3 separate regions of the Mus musculus genome follow, and all the other regions are linked to region 1. Evidence: chromatin contacts called from public HiChIP or PLAC-seq and promoter capture Hi-C data. All regions are on one chromosome and are shown on one strand. Each heading gives the region's core, a stretch centred on a gene start, on an enhancer-like site or on the middle of the called end of the contact. The rest is flanking DNA. Distances are from core to core; before and after follow the strand shown.

Evidence for each region. Promoter capture Hi-C pulls out the DNA fragments that hold promoters and counts their contacts. HiChIP or PLAC-seq counts read pairs in DNA pulled down with a chosen protein or histone mark.
Region 2: an H3K27ac HiChIP or PLAC-seq map of regulatory T cell precursor shows a contact between it and region 1, with 3 times the contacts expected there. The contact joins the enhancer-like site here to the promoter of Gpr132 in region 1. A contact is called at or near these places in 2 of 39 promoter capture datasets (hippocampal neurons and stem cell-derived epiblast-like cells) and 3 of 115 datasets of contacts at active chromatin or transcription factors (large pre-B cells, memory CD8 T cells and regulatory T cell precursor).
Region 3: a contact with region 1 is called in a promoter capture Hi-C map of pre-B cells, with 3 times the contacts expected there. The contact joins the enhancer-like site here to the promoter of Gpr132 in region 1. A contact is called at or near these places in 3 of 39 promoter capture datasets (embryonic stem cells, pre-B cells and stem cell-derived epiblast-like cells), 3 of 484 Hi-C or Micro-C datasets (B cells, the G1E-ER4 cell line and embryonic stem cells) and 1 of 115 datasets of contacts at active chromatin or transcription factors (embryonic stem cells).

What each region holds. Positions count from the first base shown.
Region 1 is chr12:112,859,233-112,863,264 of GRCm38.p6, forward strand. Gpr132 (G protein-coupled receptor 132) reads right to left here and starts at 1,684. Exons shown (of 3, transcript NM_019925.4): 1 at 1,638-1,684. It overlaps Gm30461 (a long non-coding RNA gene), which reads left to right and starts at 912. Exons shown (of 3, transcript XR_381993.3): 1 at 912-1,419; 2 at 1,887-3,203.
Region 2 is chr12:113,127,196-113,131,029 of GRCm38.p6, forward strand. It overlaps Mta1 (metastasis associated 1), which reads left to right. Exons shown (of 21, transcript NM_001364622.1): 8 at 420-519; 9 at 837-1,025; 10 at 2,925-2,999; 11 at 3,339-3,397; 12 at 3,690-3,805. Among named protein-coding and RNA genes, the nearest start is that of F930026P19Rik, 11 kb to the right of the region's middle. Within about 2 kb of position 2,121, at least 6 of the 459 cell types and tissues checked have an H3K27ac peak or open chromatin away from gene starts, as enhancers often do. A contact at or near this core is called in regulatory T cell precursor, where this site is marked.
Region 3 is chr12:112,557,916-112,561,530 of GRCm38.p6, forward strand. No RefSeq gene overlaps it. Among named protein-coding and RNA genes, the nearest start is that of Gm40584, 24 kb to the left of the region's middle. Within about 2 kb of position 1,901, at least 31 of the 459 cell types and tissues checked have an H3K27ac peak or open chromatin away from gene starts, as enhancers often do. A contact at or near this core is called in the G1E-ER4 cell line and pre-B cells, where this site is marked.

The DNA of each region.
Region 1 (4,032 bases), core at 434-2,933:
GTGAACTGTAAGCCAGGGTGGCTGGACTGGCCCATTGAGCCACCAGCACACTGTGCCATATTTCTCTACTGCAGGAATTTCTGTTTTTTTTGGGTTGCTTTGATCTTTCACTTTTCCATCCTCCTATGGGCTTCTCTGGGGCCTGGCGGGAGACAGCTCAGTGGTAAAAGTGCTTGTCACACGAGTATAAGGACTTATATTTGGATCCCCAGAACTCACATAAATGCCTAGTTCCTGTAGCAGTCCACCTATGGATTCCAGCCTCAGAAGGTAGAGATGAGATCCCCCCCAGAGCAAGCCAGCTAGCAAGAGTAGCCACATCTGTAGACTCTAGGCTTGAATGAAAGACCCTGCCTCAAGGAAGAAGATGGAAGAGCAACTGGGGATGGTTTGGAACATCAATCTCTGGACTCCACATTCACGTGTGTGTGTGTGTGTGTGTGTGTGTGTGTGTGTGTGTGTGTGTGTGTGTGTGTGTACACATGTGTGCCCATACACATGGAAACACACACACATGCACACATACATACAGAAAGAGAGAGAGAAAGAGGAGAGGAGAGAGAGAGGAGAGAGAAGAGAGGAGAGAGAGGAGAAAGAGAGAGGAGAGAGGAAAGAGAGGAGAGAGAGGGCAGAGGAGAGAGGAGAGAGAGGAGAGAGAAGAGAGAGGAGAGAGAGAAGAGAGGAGAGAGAGGAGAGAGAGGGCAGAGGAGAGAGAGAGGAGAGGAGAGAGAGGTGAAAGGCAAAAAATAACAACAACAACAAAACTTCCTCCTCATTTCTGTCCTCAAACTCAGAACACTGACTCAAATTCAGAACGCCATTTGGCAGGAACCGTTAAATTACTAGTGTCAACTATACATCCTGTATATCTGGGGGCCCATCCCCCACACCACACTTCTCAATAACGCACATTTCAGTTTGACTGATCTCTAAGCTGAGTGCTTGCACCAGCTACTCTTCCTTCCCACCTTCCCTCGGGGTGTCTCCGTTCTCACCCCTCTGCGTGGTTAGCCCCCTAAGACATTGTGCCACGTGCCCTCATTGGTAAGACCATAACAGCTGCTCACAGTCCTCGGTGGCCATGCTGAGCAGTCCATGAGTCTGTCCTCACAAATCTAGTAGAAGTTACAAGATCTCCTCTGACAGGCACTCCAAATGCCTGCCTCAGAGTCGGTTAGTGGCCAGCCCCAGGATCTAGCCTCACGACCACACAGCCTATCCCAGTGGAGCCCCACTGTTCATCCCTCCTCAGAGCCTGCCTCTAACCCTAGGTAACTCCTAGGAAGAGGAACCCCTAGTCCCACCAACCATACTGACCAGGATGCCTCTGTGGTCCTCAGCTCCCTGTCAGAGGAAGTCCAGTCCTTCTACTAGCGTCTGTATCTACAGTTGGGGTAAAGATCTTCCAGAAGCATCCAGGTAGGTTGGGGAAGAGCAGTCTGATATATGCTATTGTCCCTGTGCCCTTACATAGGTGGGCATGGTGCCCCTGAGTCCCTTCTTGGGGACAAGCCTTGGCTAAACACTTGGGGCCAAGCCACACTGTTATGCCATCAAAATCACATTTCTTTCAGAACCACTATGGAGAGCATGGCCCCCCCAGACCCACTCCCCAGATCTAGGATCCACTGACTTACCCAAGCCAGTCCTGAGGCAGCACAGGGCAGGCCCGTCCTGAGGCAGGGCTGAGCACCCCTCTGCAGGCCCAGCTGGGAGGTTTCAGGAAGTAGTGGGAGGGGGTATCTGAGCACGCTCACTCCAAGGAACTCCCCTAACCACAACGCAGGCTAGCGTCAGGCTTACATCACTGTGATGACAATGGGTTGGGATGACAGAAAAACAGCTCCAGACCTGTCTGACCTTGCTCGGATGATGGCTCTTCTCAGGTACCGAGAACTGAAAGATGGAGGCTCAAACGGCTCTTCTGGGCAGCTCCGGGAGGACTGGCCCCCACCTGATCCCGAGTCAGGCAGGACAGGTCACATCACCAGCTCTTTACATCCAGGCCTGGTGCTGGAACACCCACCTGGTACTCTGCAAGCGCTCTACCATGAACCCAACCATCCCGGCCGATCTCTTCCTGGAGGCAGAGCCCTCGGGGGCACACCTCCACCCCAGCTCTGTCTGAGAAACCATCCTTCATTTCGGAACAAAGCCTTTACCCAGGAACTCTACAAGTGGTTTTGCTTGTGAGAGCCACATACAGTAAGTACTGTGCCACATACAGTAAGTACTGTGCCACATACAGTAAGTACTGTGCCACATACAGTAAGTACTGTGCCACATACAGTAAGTACTGTGCCACATACAGTAAGTACTGTGCCACATACAGTAAGTACTGTGCCACAGTACAGTAAGTACTGTGCCACAGTACAGTAAGTACTGTGCCACATACAGTAAGTACTGTGCCACATACAGTAAGTACTTGGCATTACTGTGGCAGCCCCACCGCTGAGGGCTGCTCAGGATGATGGGCACAGCAGCTTCTAGTGGCCCTGGGCTCATACATCTTACACCCAAATGTAACCTGTTTTCTCTGGAAAAAGGCAGGTGGCCACTGCTGGTACCCACCACTAACTTAACCACACTCAGCCCAAAGGCTGGCTCTAGGCTTGGGGGTGTTGGCCCCATCCCTGACAGCTCCCAGAGTCCTCAAAACTGAAGGCAAAGCTGGCCTTGGTAGCCTGTGTTCAGCTAACACTTTCAGAAGCGCTAGCCGACGAAGCCCAGCTTTACAGAGCAGTTTGAAAGGTCATGACCCAGATAGCAGCTCCCTGCCTAAGTCCAAAGACAGACATGCTCTCTGAGAGTCATGCCAGGCTTCAAGGCTGTGAGGCTGGAGGCCTTTCTTTCTCACCCAACCCCTAACAGACATTTACATATTTGTGTGGGTGGCAGTACAGTCCCTAGAAAGCTGGCCCTCAGGGGTGTGGGGCAGACAGCTGGCATGCGGGCCTGAAGATAGTCCATCTTAACTTTCTGAAAGCAGCTGTTCGTGGGCCGTCGCCTTCAAGGAATCTAGTGCACAGTAAGTCCTCCCTGGGCTCTGACCACGATGCCACTCGTACCTGACCTTGGAGGGCAAAGGGGTTTGATGGCTCTGGCACAAGTGGACATGGCCTCCTGCATCCTGATCAGCCTAATCGAGAGCTCTGCCTTCCATTCTCCACAAGGAATAGCAATTGCCTCTTCCGATTCTATAGGTGGGTGTTAGCAACCTTCTCGAGTTCACTAGTTCTTCTTATGGGCGGCGCTGAGCCCTACGCTTGCCTGCCTGCCCTGGAGGCCGCAACATGACAAACCAGACAGGTCTTCAGCATTTAACTTTAACGTGGTTGAAGCTCATTATAAAATGGCCATTTGACCACTCTTCCTTCCTTCCTTCCTTCCTTCCTTCCTTCCTTCCTTCCTTCCTTCCTTCCTTCCTTCCTTCCTTCCTTCCTTTCTTTCTTTCTTTCTTTCTTTCTTTCTTTCTTTCTTTCTTTCTTTCTTCCCTTCCTTCCTTCCTTTCTTTTTTTCTTTCTCTCTCTCTCTCTCTCTCTCTCTCTCTTTCTTTCTTTCTTTCTTTCTTTCTTCCCTTCCTTCCTTTCTTTTCTTTTCTTTCTTTCTTTCTTTCTTTCTTTCTTTCTTTCTTTCTTTCTTTCTTTCTTTCTTTCTTCCCTTCCTTCCTTCCTTTCTTTTTTTCTTTCTTTCTCTCTCTCTCTCTCTTTCTTTCTTTCTTTCTTTCTTTCTTTCTTTCTTTCTTTCTTTCTTCCCTTCCTTCCTTCCTTCCTTCCTTTCTTTTCTTTTCTTTTCTTTTCTTTTCTTTTCTTTCTTTCTTTCTTTCTTTCTTTCTTTCTTTCTTTCTTTCTTTCTTTCTTTCTTTCTTTCTTCCTTCCTTCCTTCCTTCCTTCCTTCCTTCCTTCCTTCCTTCCTTCCTTCCTTTCTTTCTTTCTTTCTTTCTTTCTTTCTTTCTTTCTTTCTTTCTTTCTTGGTTTTTTGAGACAGGGTTTCTCTGTATAGCCCTGGCTGTCCTGGAACTCACTCTGTAGA
Region 2 (3,834 bases), core at 871-3,370, 270 kb after region 1:
TGTTTGAATGAAGAAGATAGGGCCCCACAATCAGTGCTGAGCCCCCAGAGCAGTTGTGGCTCAGCAAATCCCAGCATGGCCTAGGAGGGACCTGTCTACATTTGCTACAGACAGTGAGGCTTAGTGTCCCAGGTCTGAGGCAGCTCCCAATGCAGTGACCTCCAGCAGACACACATGGATAGACAGACTTCTCTCAGCCAGCATTGAGTCATGTTTTGTATGTTGCGTGTCCTCTGATTCTTTCATACCTGGGGACTTGTGCCACCACGTGCATCTACAGCTACCTGAGCCCCTCCAGAGCTGAGCCCCAGAGACCCTTTGGTGGGTGTAGCACCTGGGTCCTGGCCCTCACTGACTGGCCTGGTGGAGCCCGTCCCTCCAGGTCAACTCCGGTGGTCAGTGGGTCTCCTTCTCCCCAGCTCTGTGGGTACCTTTGCACGGGCCCTGGATTGCAGCAGCTCCGTGCGGCAGCCTAGCCTGCACATGAGTGCCGCAGCGGCCTCCCGAGACATCACCCTGGTGAGTGGGCCACTTGCCACCTCTCCTGTTTTCTTCTGGGGTCCAGCACCGACCTAGACACAGGGGTCCTAGCAAGGTAACTAAGGACTCAGGACTCCAGCCTTTCCTGGTGTACCTTAGATTTATCTAACATGCTAAGGGAGTTAGGGAGGGCTTCTCCCCCGCCCCCAACTCCCCCCGGGAGGGGCTTGGCAGCTACTAGATTGTCACCTTGAGACCTGAAGGGGTGGGGGTGGGGGGTCACATCTTGGATGCAGGAAGACACTCCTTAGAGCCTGGGGACAGCCTGGTCCCAGGGGAACCCTGCTGTCTTGCAGTTCCATGCTATGGACACGCTGCACAAGAACATCTACGACATCTCCAAGGCCATCTCGGCCCTCGTGCCCCAGGGTGGGCCAGTGCTCTGCCGCGATGAGATGGAGGAGTGGTCCGCATCAGAAGCCAACCTTTTTGAGGAAGCTCTGGAAAAATATGGGAAAGATTTCACCGACATTCAACAAGATTTTGTAAGTGCTTAAGCAGGTTGGGGGAGTGGCTATCAGGCCCCATCTCTCAATGGCCAGGCCTCTGCCCTCTCAGTCCAGGGATGGTGTGGCTAGCAGTGAACATTGGGCAGGCACAGCAGCTCACTGGAGCTAGGATACTGCTGTGGAGGAGGTTCTCTTGGAAGCATCCTCAAGACTTAACAGTTGCCCAAACTTGTTTTTGGTTTTGTTGTTGTTGTTGTTGTTCTTAAGCTGAACCTCACTCCTGTGTGCAGTTCTAGCAAGTCTTCAGGGTCTTTAATGTGGGAGAGCTGAGTTCTCAGAGGTCCCCCCACCCATACCCCACACCCCAAAAAAACTTCCCAAAAGACTGAATAGTGTTAAACTTGACTAAAAGCCTACAGGCACTCTGGAGTGCATATCTGTTATCTGTATGAGGTGAGGTAGCTGGGCCACCTTCATACAGCCTTGAGGAGGTGGCGTTTCTAGGATCCAGGGTGTAGTAAGCGGACTGTATGGACACTAAGTGGACTCCAATGGACATTGGAGCGCTATGAAAATAGCAAGACTGACTGAGCATGGTGAAACGTGCCTGTAATCCTAGCACTGAGAAGGCTGAGGCAGGAGGATCCAGCCTGGGAAACTGCTACAAACAAACAAGTCAGCTCATTAGCAAACCGGAACCAGGGTGGCAGAGCTGGGAGCATGCAGAGTGCTGATGTAGGCTGGAGGCCTGAAGGGGTGGACCTGGCGGGGGCTCGGGTGCTGGTCACTCCCAGGGCCACAGTACCCACAGCTCAACGACCTGGGGTGCAACTGGATTAAAAAAATACCAACCAAATGACGTGAGCAGAGCCTCTTAGATGAAAGTAGCACTAGGAAGACAGTGATGAGAACTGAGCTGGCAGCTCTGGAGAGTCTCTGTGCTTCTAGACATGGTTCAACAGGTAAACTGAGTCTGTCGGACTCTGGAGAGAAGCTTGCCGGAGAGCAAGGCTGACTGGGCGAGAGGATCGAGTGAACCAGGCACAGAAACAGGGCTCTACCGAACACAGGCAGACTCACCTTTGCATAGCTCATGCCACTCAACACTTCATGAGTCTGCTCACAGGAAATTGTTCGTAGATAAAGCTCAAAGATCTAAAGAGACAATGTTTGCAGGTGACATTTAACCAGCACACAGCCTTTAAAGACTGAAGTTGCCAGCCTTGGTGTGTAGCTCAGTGGGAGAACGCATCCCTTGTATGTAGGACACCCTGGTTCTGATCCCTGCCACTGCCAACAGACCGACCAAACAGTAACTCAGGGGAGAAGACGAAACTTGAGTGATGTAGCTGGTGGCCCAGGGAGCACTGGAAGGAGGCACAGGGTTAGGGGCTTGTAGCTGTGTGCTGAAAGAGAGAAACCTTAGGTGCTTGACACTGGAAAGAAACACATAACGGGAAGGACAAAGAACATGGAAAAGTCGCCCTGGAGCTCAGTAACCCAGAGAAGCGGGAGGTTTGGCGTTCCAGCCAAGGAGTTAAGAATGTGGGCCGTGGGGAGGCCTCTCATTCAAGCCCCTGAGAATGGGTGATTCCAACAAATTCACCCCTCTCTGGTTCTGGAAGCTGAGAAGTCCTGGTTGAGGGACTTGAGCCGATCTTGTCCATACATCTCTGATTCTTGGTAAGAACAGAACCAAGTTATGGTCATCTCCTTCCAGGCATAATGGTAATTGTTTTAGCTTGGATTTTCAGGGAAGAGCAAGGTCAACCAGATACCTGCTATGGTCTTGCTGTGTTTAATGAACACTGGGGGCGGGGTGCCGTTAGTGGGAGACCTGATGTGATACCCAGCACTGCCTCTGCCACTCTTCTCCTTCGCCTGTGTGGGCAGCAGCCCTGTTCTGCCACCCATCGTGTTGCCTTGTCCCCGCAGCTCCCATGGAAGTCGCTCACCAGCATCATTGAGTATTACTACATGTGGAAGACCACCGACAGATACGTCCAGCAGGTAGACCATCCACTCTCGCACCACGCTATCCGTCCTCTCCAATCCCCACATAGCCACATTACATTTGTTCATACTTTCCCAGCGGCCTCCCCTTAAGCCCTAGAGCAAAGAGGAAGGAGCTGGGGTCACTAGAGGACTCACAGACTGGGAGGAAGGGACATTCCTCACCCTTAGCCAGCCTGGTACCCCCACTTCCTGGGCCTAGGTTGGCCAGGGAGGGCCATGCAAGTTTTCCCTAAGGATGCCAGTGATGGAGAAACAAATGGTGACCCCTCCCTGTGGCCTCCCAGCTTCCCTGGCCAGCCTGGTGACCTCCCTCACCCTCTGTTTTGTTTAAAGAAACGCTTGAAAGCAGCTGAAGCTGAGAGCAAGTTAAAGCAGGTTTATATTCCCAACTAGTAAGTCCTATTTCATGTTCCTGGGGCGGGTCAGGGTGGGCGGTGGGTGTAGGACTCCAGGTTTGGCAGCCTCCAGAGTTGAGCTGAAGAACCTCTGCCACCCTTCTCATGAGCTTGCTCCACTGGGGAGGAGGGATCAGGATTTAAGCTTTTTTGGCTCAGGAGTTAATCTGGGTTTAGTGCTAAGCATTTTGGGCTATGGCAGCTGAAACACAGTGGACAGAGGAACAGGGATGTCTGTGGGGATCCAGACACCCCAGGGCACCTGTGACTGATCCCTCTCCTCCATCAGTAACAAGCCCAACCCAAACCAGATCAGCGCCAGCAGTGTCAAGGCCACTGTAGTGAATGGCACAGGGACACCAGGCCAGAGCCCCGGGGCCGGTCGGGCCTGCGAGAGCTGTTACAGTAAGTGCTGTCCCGGCTGGCACCCACCC
Region 3 (3,615 bases), core at 651-3,150, 300 kb before region 1:
GGTACTTTCTCTAGCTCCTCCATTGGGGGCCCTGTGATCCATCCAATAGCTGACTGTGAGCATCCACTTCTGTGTTTGCCAGGCCCCGGCATAGCCTCACAAGAGGCAGCTATATCTGGGTCCTTTCAGCAAAATCTTGCTAGTGTATGCAATGGTGTCAGCGTTTGGAGGCTGATTATGGGATGGATCCCCGGGTATGGCAGTCTCTAGATGGTCCATCCTTTCATCTCATGGCGCTGAGTTTTGAAAGAGTCCCAGTGGCCCTCTCTTCCAGCTGCAGGCAGATCCGGTTAAGCTACTTCTCCAGCACCAAGTCTAACTACATTTTGCCATGCTCCCTGCCATAATGATAATGGACTAAAACTCAAAGTGTAAGCAAGCCCAAATTAAATGCTTTCTTTTTTAAGTGTTGCCAAGTTCGTGGTATCTCGTCACGGGCTTAGCACACTGGGCCCAACAGGAAGAAAGGGCTTATGAGCCTTACACTTAAACATCATCCACCATCACTGAAGTCCGTCAGGACAGGAACTCAAGCAGGGCAGGAACCTGGAGGCAGAGCTGGTGCAGAGGCCTCAAGCTGTGCTGCTTACTGGCTCGCTTCGCAGGACTTGCTCAGCCTGCTTTCTTATAGAACCCAGAACCACCAGCCCAAGGAAGGACCACCCTCCATAGGCTGAGCCCGCCCACATCAGTCCCAAAGGGGTGGGGGGGGGGGGAAGCTCTACGGCTGGATCTTACGGAGATATTTTCTCAGTTAAAGTTTCCTCCTCTCAGATAACTCTAGTTTATGTCAAGCTGACATTAAAAACTACCCAGCACACACTTACACAAAAGATAATTATAAATAAATGCTAAAAATACAAATTCCCATTGAAATGAAAAACTCAGCTGCATGTGGTGGCATGCACCTATAATTCCAGCCCTTTGGAGATTGACACAGAGATCTGACTAGCTTCAAGACTAGTTTGGACCTCTGCTCAAAACAAAAAACGTCAAACTTAGTTTCCATCTCATGTTCGTTAGGATGAAAATGGTCAAGCATACCCTAAAGTGAACGAGCTGTGGTGGCGCACCCCTTTAATCCCAGAACTCTGGAGGCAGAGGCAGGTGGATCTCTGTGAGTTCAAGGTCAGCCTGGTCTAGAGAGTGAGTTCCAGGCTGGCTGGTGTCGTATAATGAGGTGCTATCTCAGAAGAAAGCATCCTAAAACAACAAAGGGTAGAGGGGACTGTTGGTGGGAATAATGGCGTGCAAGCTTCCAAAAACAAAGTAGCAATTAACGGTATATACCCTGTGAGCAAGCAGATAAACTGAAGAAACTGCAGGCAGGGCCCAGGGCAGATACAGAGTCTCACAGCAGGTCAGGAGCCACAAGGGACAATGGTTCTGGTGTCTCCCTGGGGAGGGGACTTCAGTCTACAGAGGAAGGAAACCCTTCCCCTCTACACTTTGAACTTGAGCCCAGGCATTCCCACAGAGAGAGGACGGAGGATAGGCTTGTAGGGCTGAGGGGCAGGGTGCCAGCGAGCTGGGAAACAGGTTACCAGTGGGGGCTGAGGGATAGGAAGCCAATGGGGCTGAGGGGCAGCAAGCCAGTGGAGGAGGGGCGCTGAGAAGCAGGGAATTGTGGGGTTGAGGGTCAGGGTGCCACTGAGGGGGAACTTCCAGTGGGGCAGGGAGGCTAAAGGTCAGGGCACCAGTGGAGCTAGGAGACAGGGAGCTAGGATGCCTAGGTGCATCGCTTCAGTCCCGAGCTGTCCTCCTTAGATCCTTTCTGTCCCTCCAGGCCCCTGTGCCCCCCTGCCAGTGCCCTTACTGCCTCAGTCTTCAGCTTCGCCTCTGAGAAGGGAAAAACAGGTCTCCAGTCCAGCCAAAGCAACAGTGAAACCGGGGAGGAGTTGAACTCTGTCCCTGAACAAGTTACACAAGCTGAAAGCACCTTCCTCTCCCTGAGGCCCTGGGCCAGGAGGTGAGCGTGCTGAATATTCTTAAGTCACTATTAATAACGATAATCCTTCATTGTAAGCTTCCACTTATTATTTATTCTCCTGTTAAATACAGCTACAATCTTAGTGCCTAAGGCCATGTCACTCCCAGGTAACAGATGTTAGGCCCTTCTCTCGCACCCTGGATGTCTCGATCTGTCAGGCAGCAGCCCCTGCTTTGAGTACTCCACAGATACCTGGAGGGAGCCACCCTGCAAACAGCAGCTGCTTGCTACTGAAGCACAAGGCAGCTTCAGGGGACTGCTGGGCCAGCCATCACAAAGCTGGCTGAACTCTTGTTGACAGGACTGTCATTTTCACCCTGGCCAGAGGGAGAGTACTTCCTCAGCTGACCCAGCACAGGGACTTCTGTAATTGGTGGAAGTGTGCAGGTGGAAGTGTGCAATCTGGGATCAGTGCAAACAGAGTGCAGTGCATGGAAGGCTGCTGTGATGGTATACTGAGACCTGCACCCCTGCTCTAGACTGGAGGCTCCCTCATTATGCTGCCCCCTGGTGTTGCAGCATTAGACCTTATAGAAGCCATCACTCAAGTGATGAGAAAATCAGTCTCTCTAATGAAGAATTCCAAACATTCAGGGAGACTCTGGAAATGGAACATGGCTCGCAGTAGGGAGTGAAAGCCCGGAACAGGTCAGCAGCAGAGGATGACCACATGCTGGAGTCACCTGATCAAGGTCAACTGTAGCGTGAATGATTCTGTGTGCTTGGCCCTTTAAAGGATCCCCAGTAGCTAGTCAACTGGCTCTTTGGGAGTGCTTAAGCCATTGGAACTGCTTGACCCTGTTGGCTGCCTCTTGGACTTCTGGGAACTGGAGAGGATAAAAAAGGCAGCAGAGCCTGGAATCGGAGTAGGATCCAGGCGGCAAAAGAGTGGGGTCAGAAAAGACAGTAGGAGCAAAAAGAAGAGCAACTAGGGCAAGAGGGGAGGGGAGGGGAGGGGAGGAGAGGAGAGGAGAGGAGAGGAGAGGAGAGGAGAGGAGAGGAGAGGAGAGGAGAGGAGAGGAGAGGAGAGGAGAGGAGAGGAGAGGAGAGGAGAGGAGAGGAGAGGAGAGGAGAGGAGAGGAGAGGAGATTGCTTAATCAGTAAAAATAGGGATGGTTAAGGCAGGAGGAGCTGCGGGGGGGGGGGGGCTGCGGGCGTGGTGGCGCTCACCTTTAATCTCAGCAGAGGCAGGCGGATTTCTGAGTTCAAGGCTAGCCTGGTCTACAAAGTGAGTTCCGGGACAGCCGGGAATACACAGAGAAACCCTGTCTCGAAAATCAAAAAAAAAAAAAAAGACAGGAGGAGCTGAGCTGAATCAGAGACGGTATTGTTAGAAGAACCCAGGAGGAACCCACAAAGAAGAAAAGCCTCTCTCAACACTGACTGTAGCCTCACAGCCACAGTCTCACAGTACAAGCTCTGTGGTGACTCCCCTCCTCCCCTCTTGGTGGACATGCCATGCAGGGGACATCACACACCAGCTGTGCAGGACTTTTCTAAGCTGCCAGTCACAAAAACCATAAGGAACTGTCTCCACCTAGAAACTCTGAGGAGACATGACAATGAAATATCACATGGCACCTCACGGATGAAGGATGAGCTGTAGTTGGCAGTAGGTCAACAGG